3 separate regions of the Mus musculus genome follow, and regions 2 and 3 are each linked to region 1. A link is a contact called in public HiChIP or PLAC-seq data. All regions are on one chromosome and are shown on one strand. The core of a region is the stretch at or near the end of the contact, and the rest is flanking DNA. Distances in the headings are between cores, read along the strand shown.

Region 1 (2,688 bases), core at 105-2,604:
TTCTTTTAAATACCCTGAGTAATAGCTCTTTCTGTATATAAACCTTAAACCTTATCATAGTTTCTCAGGGCCTTACCTGATTGGTCACTACTGTCCCTCAGGTTTTTGTAGTTCATTTTCTAACAGACTACTTGAGATGGCTAATGTTGATAGCCAACTTGGTAGCATCTAGAACCTCTTAGGAAACACATGTCAGGGATCATCTTGGTGATCTTATTTGAAGTAGGGGGACCCCCCTGTGGGCATCTCCATTCCATAGGCTTGCATCCTGAACTTCATGAAAGAAGGCAGCAGGCAGAGGGCCACCATTATCATCCTGTTCCTCCTGACTGTGGACACAGTGTGACCAGCTGCTTCAGGCTCCTGATACCATGATTACCTTGGCACAGTGGACTGCACTCTGGAACTGTGAGCCAAAATAAACTCCTCCCTTAAGTTGCTTTTATTATCACAGCGGTAGGAAGAGTAACTAAGAAAATTGATACCAGGAAGTGAGGCCTTTTATAGATAAGCTTGAACATATTGCTCCTAGGCCTTTGAAACTAGTTTGTGGGAAGAATTGGGGAGGAGTTTAGAACTTCAGACAAGAAAAAACCCTTGCATATTTTAGGCAGAAGGTAATGGGTCATTATTCTGGGAACTTTGGAGAGGGGAACAAGAGAAATGCAGACAGTGAAGTCCTGAGGTTTCAGAGGAAAACGAGAGGACTCAGTCATGAACTGGGCAGGGGCAATTCATGTGACCTTTCAGCAGAGAGTCTGGCTTCATTGTGCCCATGCCCTGGCAACTTAGTCAAGTAGAATTTAAAGGGAGTAGATCAATTTGTTTGGCAGAAAAAAATCTCAAGACAGGGTTGCAACCAGGCTGGTGCTGGGTCTTGCGCGCGCTCAACTGGCCAGGAAGAACGACGTGCAACAGGATCCTTCTGCACACGTTTATTCAGTCCTGTTTCTTCTTTCTCTATATCTCCCTTGTTTATATCTCCCCCGAACCCTGGGCCTCTCACTCTTTTATACTCTCAGTTCCCATCCACGCACAGCAGGCCACGCCACCTCACCAGGCACGCAGCTTCAGCTAATCAGGGCAGCAGGGGCATATCTCCATCAAAATGGATTCACCGGTATCCGGTACACCTGCGCAGCTCTCAAGATGTTTGTGGCTTATATGAGGAAGTCAGGTGCAAGTCATACGACTTAGCTGCAGTCCCTGGCGCCTTTGGGACTGCCGCCACACCCGCTCCTCACAGCTGGGGAAACAGTTGTATTGTTAAAGAGATCAGTCACTGAAGAGAAATCTGAGTTGCACCTGACAATAGAAAAGGCCCTGAAGGCAAACCTCACCCACCAGACTCCAACTTATCAGGATACAAAGTCAGTCAGAGGAAGTCTGAACTGAATGGGTTCTTGATTCCTTGGGAGCAATGGCCTAGAAGAGTCCCTTGGGGTCAGCTCAGAGAAGCTGGTAGATCTATGGTCCAGGGAGCCAGGACATGTCTGGAGTTAGCAGGACTTGGCGTTGTTGTCTACCTGGTACAGGTTTTGAAATCAGTGAAAGATGCAAGATTGAAGAGGTGGTGGATTCTTGCTCCACAGTTTCAGAGAGCAGCCGAGGCCAGGTAGTGTGGCAAGGTCATAGTCCCACAAAGGGCCTGAGAGGCTACTGCCTGAAGCTGTGAATGTTGATGTCAGACCCATGGGACATCTGACAGGGAAAGCAGCGTCCATGGAGTGAAGCTACTCAAGGGAGAAGTTGAGTGTGCCTAAGTGGTACGTCCGGAGGGATGGGGATCCCGTCACCCCAATGGCAGACTTGGTACTGCAAGCTTGATGTCTTCTCTGTTGGGTTTTAGGCTTGCTTTGGGCATGATTATTCTCTCCTATGCCTTCATTTCTCCCTTTTGGAATAGGAATGGTCACTCATGTCATTTTATTTTGGAACTATGTAACTTGTTTTTTTTATTTTCTAGGCACTCACAGTTAAGAGATTACCTCAAATCTGAAATAAGGCTTTGGACTTGTGAACAGTATTGGAATTGTTGAAGAATATGGGGACTTTTGAAGTTGTCCTGGACATATGTTTGCATTATAAGATGACAATGAAGGCTGCCAGGAAAACTCAGAAAGTATTGTATTACCTTTTGACTTGAGTTCAATCCCCAAAGCCAAAGTGTGGAAGGAGAGAGCTGATTCCTGCAACTTCTTCTGACTTCTATAGCACTCACATATATCGGGCACATGCATGAGTATGCACACACACACACACACACACACACAGATCGAAAATAGTTGTAATAAAAAAAATTAAACAGATGGTCATGAAATTCTGGAAAGATGGGTTGAAAGGTCCATGGCTTCAAATTATTGTGTTTGGATGTCAAGTTTTAAAGGATGGAGTTGTGGTTAGTGTTGATTGTTAACTTTATAGCATCTAGAACTTTCTAAGAAACAAGCCTCTGGCACACAGAGATCATCTTGATATGGTTATCTGAGATAGGAAGAGCCTGCTATGGGTGGCTCCATTCCTTAGGCTTGCACCCTGGACTTAATGAAAGGAGGACGCAGACAGAGAGCCAGCATTTCCCGTCCTGTTCTTCCTGTCTGGACGCGGTGTGACCGATCGGCCACTGTGGTGCTCCTGATGCCTTGACTGCCTTGGTACGGGAACTGTGAGCCAACATAGACTCCTTCC
Region 2 (2,688 bases), core at 107-2,606, 390 kb after region 1:
GTATAGTTACATATAATAATAATAAAGTTTGGGCTGGAGCGAGCTAGAATTGAGTAAGTGGAGTTGACTGGAGCAAGCAGAGGTCCTAAATTCAATTCCCAACAACCGCATGAAGGCTCACAACCATCTGTATAGCTACAGTATACTCATATACATGAAACAAACAAACAAATAAGTAAATCTAAAACAAAATAAGATATTCTCTCTACAACTCCCTTTTAAAAAAGAAAATAAAATGTCTACCATAGACCTCACACTGGTATTTATGTCGATTCAGCTATATACCATAAACTCTGCCTCCCTGTTTATCTGCCAAATGTATATAATAAAAATGCTGTGAGTCCTGGAGGCTACAGTGTTACGGATAATATTTAAAAAATATAACAGTCGCCGGGTGTGGTGGCGCATGCCTTTAATCCCAGCACTCAGGAGGCAGAGGCAGAGGCAGGCGGATTTCTGGGTTCGAGGCCAGCCTGGTCTACAAAGTGAGTTCCAGGACAGCCAGGACTATACAGAGAAACCCTGTCTCGAAAAACCAAAAAAAAAAAAAAAAAAAAAAAAAAACAACAACAACAACAACAAAAACCAAACAAAAGAAACAGTCATTGGGCGTGGTGGCACACGCCTTTAATCCCAGCACTCGGGAGGCAGAGACAGGAGGATTTCTGAGTTCGAGGCCAGCCTGGTCTACAAAGTGAGTTACAGGACAGCCAGGGCTATACAGAGAAACCCTGTCACAAAAAACAAACAAATAAACAAACAAACAAACAAAAAATACAGTCATGTTTCTACACTTGTGCCTCTGCTCTGGCAGCCTGGCTAGCCATGCACTGGTGGGTAATGGCCTACCTATTTTTATCTCATGGAGACTCTCTGGCCCAGAACTCCCAAAAACGTCTCCACCCAGCTCGCTAAGTTCCCACTGATGGGTCGTTACCACACCAGTCCCATGCTTCAGATCTCCCACGGCCTTTGTGGTGCAACTCAGGGAAACTCATGCTTTGCCACAGTATTTTTCTCTCTGGAACCCAGAGAAGCCACTGCATGAAGGAAAACACAATACAATGTTAGTTCAGAAACTAGGGTAACTCAATTGCTGGGCGCAGCAACTAAAATCCTAACTTGTAAGCCTTATTAAATCTAAACCTTCCCGTAGCAAATCATGATGGATCTGCCACTGAAACAGGGAAGCACTCATAGCTACATCTTGTTCTCACGCTATCCCCCTCTAAAAAGACCTAACTCTCTCCTGCTTCCTCTCTTCCTCCATCCAACCCAGAAGCCCCTCCTACCTGCTCAGTGATTGGCTCCTTTATTCATTAGGGCATTGGTTCACAGTAAGTCATGTGACTCACTCCATGTCCTCAACCCATCCCAGGAGAGCAGAATTAGCATCAAAATACCAACAGCACCAGGCTCATCCACAACACTACAGTCTTTCCATCAGAGAGGCAACTTCACCCCAGCTCTTCTATGCATGTCTTTCTCTTCATCCCCTCACTGCCCTCAGTCAGGTCAAGTTCCTCTGGGAAGCCAAGCAAGGACACAACAAGAAGTAATACCTGAATAATAAGCCAACTGGGCACCAAAATGTGGACACTGGCTACTGGAAATCTAGATAGATAGATAGATAGATAGATAGATAGATAGATAGATAGATAGATAGATAGATACTATATTTATATATTAATATATTATTGTATATTGTTTATTTATAAAATATATAATTTATTATTTTTATTTCATGTGCATTGGTGTTTCCCCTGCATGCATGTCTATGTGAGGGTGTCAGATCCCCTGTAATTGGAGTTACAGGCAATTGTGAACTGTCATGTGGGACCTGGTTCTTCTGGAATAGCAGACAGTGCACTCAGTCTCTGAGTCATCTTACCCACCCCGATACTAGGAATCTTAGATGTCAGACAAGGGAATGAATGCTCCCGAGAGAATCATCCTGATACAGGTAAAAGAAAAAGTAAGGCAGGGAATAAATAAAACCGTGAAGAAAGACAGAGATAAAGGGGTGCAATTCTAAGCATAGGCTAAAAAACATTTGAACAAGTAGACTCCAGGGAGAGGCAGCTGAACTCTAGAAAAGGACAGTTATGAGTTAAGATTTTGGGAAGAAGTAAAATCTAGAGAGGCAGTTGTACATTAGTACATTGAGAGGATTTTGTAAACTTCAGAATTACAATGTAGGTGTTGCAGCTCTATTGGTCCCTGGCAATGTTTAGGAGGCATGCCCAGGGAAAGGGGCAGTGCCAGCTCCTTGCCAGCAGGTCCAGGTGAGAGGACAGAGGTCCCAGTCCCACTAGGGTTTTTCCAGGGCTGATATCCCATCAGGGTCTCTCCAGGGCTGACACTGAGCCAGGAGTCTTGTCAAAACAGGAACTCAACTCTATGGCATCAGCCTCTCACTTATATAAGTTTGGAACATGGGGCTGGCGAGATGGCTCAGCTATTAAGAGCATTGACTGCTCTTCTGAAGGTCCTGAGTTCAAATACTAGCAACCACATAATGGCTCACAAACACCCGTAATGAGACCTGATGCCCTCTTTAGGTGTGTCTGAAGACAGCTACAGTGTATTTAATGTATAATAATAGATAAAATCTTTTTAAAAATATAAGTTCAGAACATAGAGACGGGGATTTTTGGTGGGGTAAGATAACATAGGAGGTGGGGAAGG
Region 3 (2,688 bases), core at 68-2,567, 330 kb after region 1:
GCTGGCCAGCCATTCTATCCTGCTAGATCACTGAGCACCAGGTTTCCTGAGAAAGCCTGTCTCAAAAAATGAGGGAAGGAAGCAACAGAGGAAGACACCCAACGTTGACCCCTCACCTCTGTACACTCACACACAAGGGGGGGGGGGGGTGTCTCTGTGTGTGTGTGCACGCACGAGCACTCCCAGATATATACCCACATACACTTAACTATTTCTAAGATTCCTATGTTTCTGTTAGTACTTTGCCTACAGAGATGTCTGTGCACTACGTTCATGCCTGGTGCCCAGAAGCGGGTGTGAAATCCCCTATAGCTGGAGTTTCAGATAGTCATGAGATTCCATGTGAGTCCTGGGAACCAAACTGGGTCCTTGGTAACCACTGAGCCATCACTCCAGTCCCCACCCCAAGCTACTTTTCTAGGGTGCTTTCTCTTGGGGTATGTTTATAGTGTGATATTATGCCTGCTCAGCAAGACCCAACTAAACAAACAACTTTAAGCTTTTCTTTACTAAACTTTCAGGAGGTGGACACTTCAGAGGACAACTGGAAGTGTGTTCTAAACTTCTGGCCACCCATATCAGTACTGGCTGTTACCTACACAAAGCTGTGCCAGAGCCCAGCCCCCCAAGATCAGGTGGGCTAAGGTCACTCCCTACATACTTAGGATGTCCGTCCAGATGCACTTATACGCCATCAGCAGCTCTGATTCAGTATACTCTTTGCATTTATATTTTCCACCCCAACTCCAACTTTACAATTCTAAGGAATCCCCCGCCGCCGCCTAGTACAGATGTGCCTGGCCCACAGGCCACACTGAGAACCTTCAACTCAGCCTTCTCTGTTTAAAGAGCATCATTGTTATCCTAATTTACCTCCTTAAAAGATTAACCTACACCCCTGGAGCTCCTGGGGACTGGGCCACCAAGCAAAGAGGTTCCATGGAGGGACCCTTGGCTCCAGCTGCATTTGTGGCAGAGGATGGCCTTGTTGGACATCAGTGAGAGGAATGGCCCTTGGGCCTGAGGGTGTTCGATGTCCCAGTGTAGGGGAATGCCAAGGCAGGAAGACGGGAGTGGGTGGGTGGGTGGGTGAGCACCCTCATAGAGGCAGGGGGAGGAGGAATGGGATAGGGAGTTTCTGAAAGGGAGACCTGGAAAGGTGAAAACATTTGAAATGTAAATAAAGGAAATATCCAATAAAAAAATTAACCTACACTTTGGAAAGGCGTGCTAAGGTTTCAGATTGGTTTTCAGCAGTGTTGGCAGAGAAATGGGGTTTTCCCTGTGTGGTGATTGATGCAAGCCTGCAATCCCAGCAATGGGGAAGTAGAGGCTTGAGTTCAAGGTTCTTCTCTGAAACTATACAGAAAAGTCAAGGCTAGCCTGGGCTACAAGAGACTAAAACTGAACAAAAGCATTTTCTGCTTACCTGTCAATTTAAAAGGGTAACAGCTTTATTAGAGTATACTTTTCCCTAAGAATGGTACCAAAATTAAACTGTAATAAAGCAGATACAATGTATTTCCATCCTTGGGGATCCCCGCCCACAGCCAGTCTTGAGGAACACACACCATGAGTGCCTCATTCCTTCCTGCTCGGGCTGTAAACAGACACATAGGCCTATGACTGAGAGCATAACTGAGATCTGGAGAGAGCCACTCAGGGCCAGAAGACACTTGATGTAGGACAAGACCTTTTAGATGGGCGTTCAAGGAGACTATGGGGCTGAAGGGAGCTGCCAATTTCCCTGCGTTCACAACGACTTTTACAATGCCTCTGCAATTTACTGCCTGCCCCACGAGCTGACTGGACCTTGTCCCCAGCCATTTCGGGAATGATCATGCTAATGATGCATGCTAGTTTGAATTCTAGGCTGACAGGCTCTCTGTTTTTCCTACCTTTGGACTTTCCAGTACTAATCCAATGCTTCCCATTCAGAAATCCCTTGCTGAAGGTTTGGCAGTAAATGATGAAGAGGATGTATGTGGGAAACAGGAACTGCATCCTGGGGGTATCCACAGGTTTTGAGTATCTTTTGTTCTGAACAGTGTCCCATCCCAGCCTTAACGGGCTACAGGCATTTAGAAGCGTTCCAGAGGGGGAGTTCTGTTCCCCAGTGGTGTAGCCTCTGCAAGCTGCACAAGAGACTACCAAACACAGTGGAGCACACACAGAGACGTGAAAACAGGAGGGGGCCCAGTGGGGATGAATGGGTTATTTCAACACAATACAACATCACCATGAGGTAGAGAAGCCCCTTTATTCCCACCAGCAGACTAAAGCACCAGCCACAATGTTTGAGTCTCTAAAAGAAATGACCTGGCTGAGACTCGATGCCTAGAATGAAACTGTTTCCCAAGGAAAGCACTCATAAATACCTCTGTGGTGGTTTGAATGAAAAAGGCCCCCATAGACACCTATGCTTCAATACTTGGTCTCCAGTTGGTAGAACTGTTTGGGAAGGATTAAGCTGCTAGGGCTTGCTGAAGGAGGCGTGCCACTGGTTTCAAACAACTCCTACCATCCCCAGTGAGCTCTCTGCGTGCTGTGTGTGGTTTGAGATGTGAGCAATCAGCTATTCCTGTTGTGATGTCTTTGATCCACCACCATGGACTCCCAACGCTCTGAAACCACAAGCCCAAGTAAATATTCTTTCATAAATTGCCTTGGTCATAATGTTTTTAATCA

The links. HiChIP or PLAC-seq counts read pairs in DNA pulled down with a chosen protein or histone mark.
Region 2: an H3K27ac HiChIP or PLAC-seq map of embryonic stem cells shows a contact between it and region 1, with 2.2 times the contacts expected there. The contact joins two enhancer-like sites. A contact is called at or near these places in 1 of 484 Hi-C or Micro-C datasets (embryonic stem cells) and 2 of 115 datasets of contacts at active chromatin or transcription factors (bone marrow-derived macrophages and embryonic stem cells).
Region 3: an H3K27ac HiChIP or PLAC-seq map of embryonic stem cells shows a contact between it and region 1, with 6 read pairs. The contact joins two enhancer-like sites. A contact is called at or near these places in 2 of 39 promoter capture datasets (frontonasal cranial neural crest and second pharyngeal arch cranial neural crest) and 3 of 115 datasets of contacts at active chromatin or transcription factors (bone marrow-derived macrophages and embryonic stem cells).

Annotation. Positions count from the first base shown.
Region 1 is chr16:21,806,712-21,809,399 of GRCm38.p6, forward strand. 1300002E11Rik (RIKEN cDNA 1300002E11 gene) reads left to right here. Exons shown (of 3, transcript NR_037958.1): 3 at 1,967-2,329. Among named protein-coding and RNA genes, the nearest start is that of 1300002E11Rik, 14 kb to the left of the region's middle. Within about 2 kb of position 1,355, at least 12 of the 459 cell types and tissues checked have an H3K27ac peak or open chromatin away from gene starts, as enhancers often do. A contact at or near this core is called in embryonic stem cells, where this site is marked.
Region 2 is chr16:22,199,290-22,201,977 of GRCm38.p6, forward strand. No RefSeq gene overlaps it. Among named protein-coding and RNA genes, the nearest start is that of Gm25810, 24 kb to the right of the region's middle. Within about 2 kb of position 1,357, at least 29 of the 459 cell types and tissues checked have an H3K27ac peak or open chromatin away from gene starts, as enhancers often do. A contact at or near this core is called in embryonic stem cells, where this site is marked.
Region 3 is chr16:22,139,279-22,141,966 of GRCm38.p6, forward strand. The region is part of intron 2 of Igf2bp2 (insulin-like growth factor 2 mRNA binding protein 2); the gene reads right to left. Among named protein-coding and RNA genes, the nearest start is that of Igf2bp2, 23 kb to the right of the region's middle. Within about 2 kb of position 1,318, at least 18 of the 459 cell types and tissues checked have an H3K27ac peak or open chromatin away from gene starts, as enhancers often do. A contact at or near this core is called in embryonic stem cells, where this site is marked.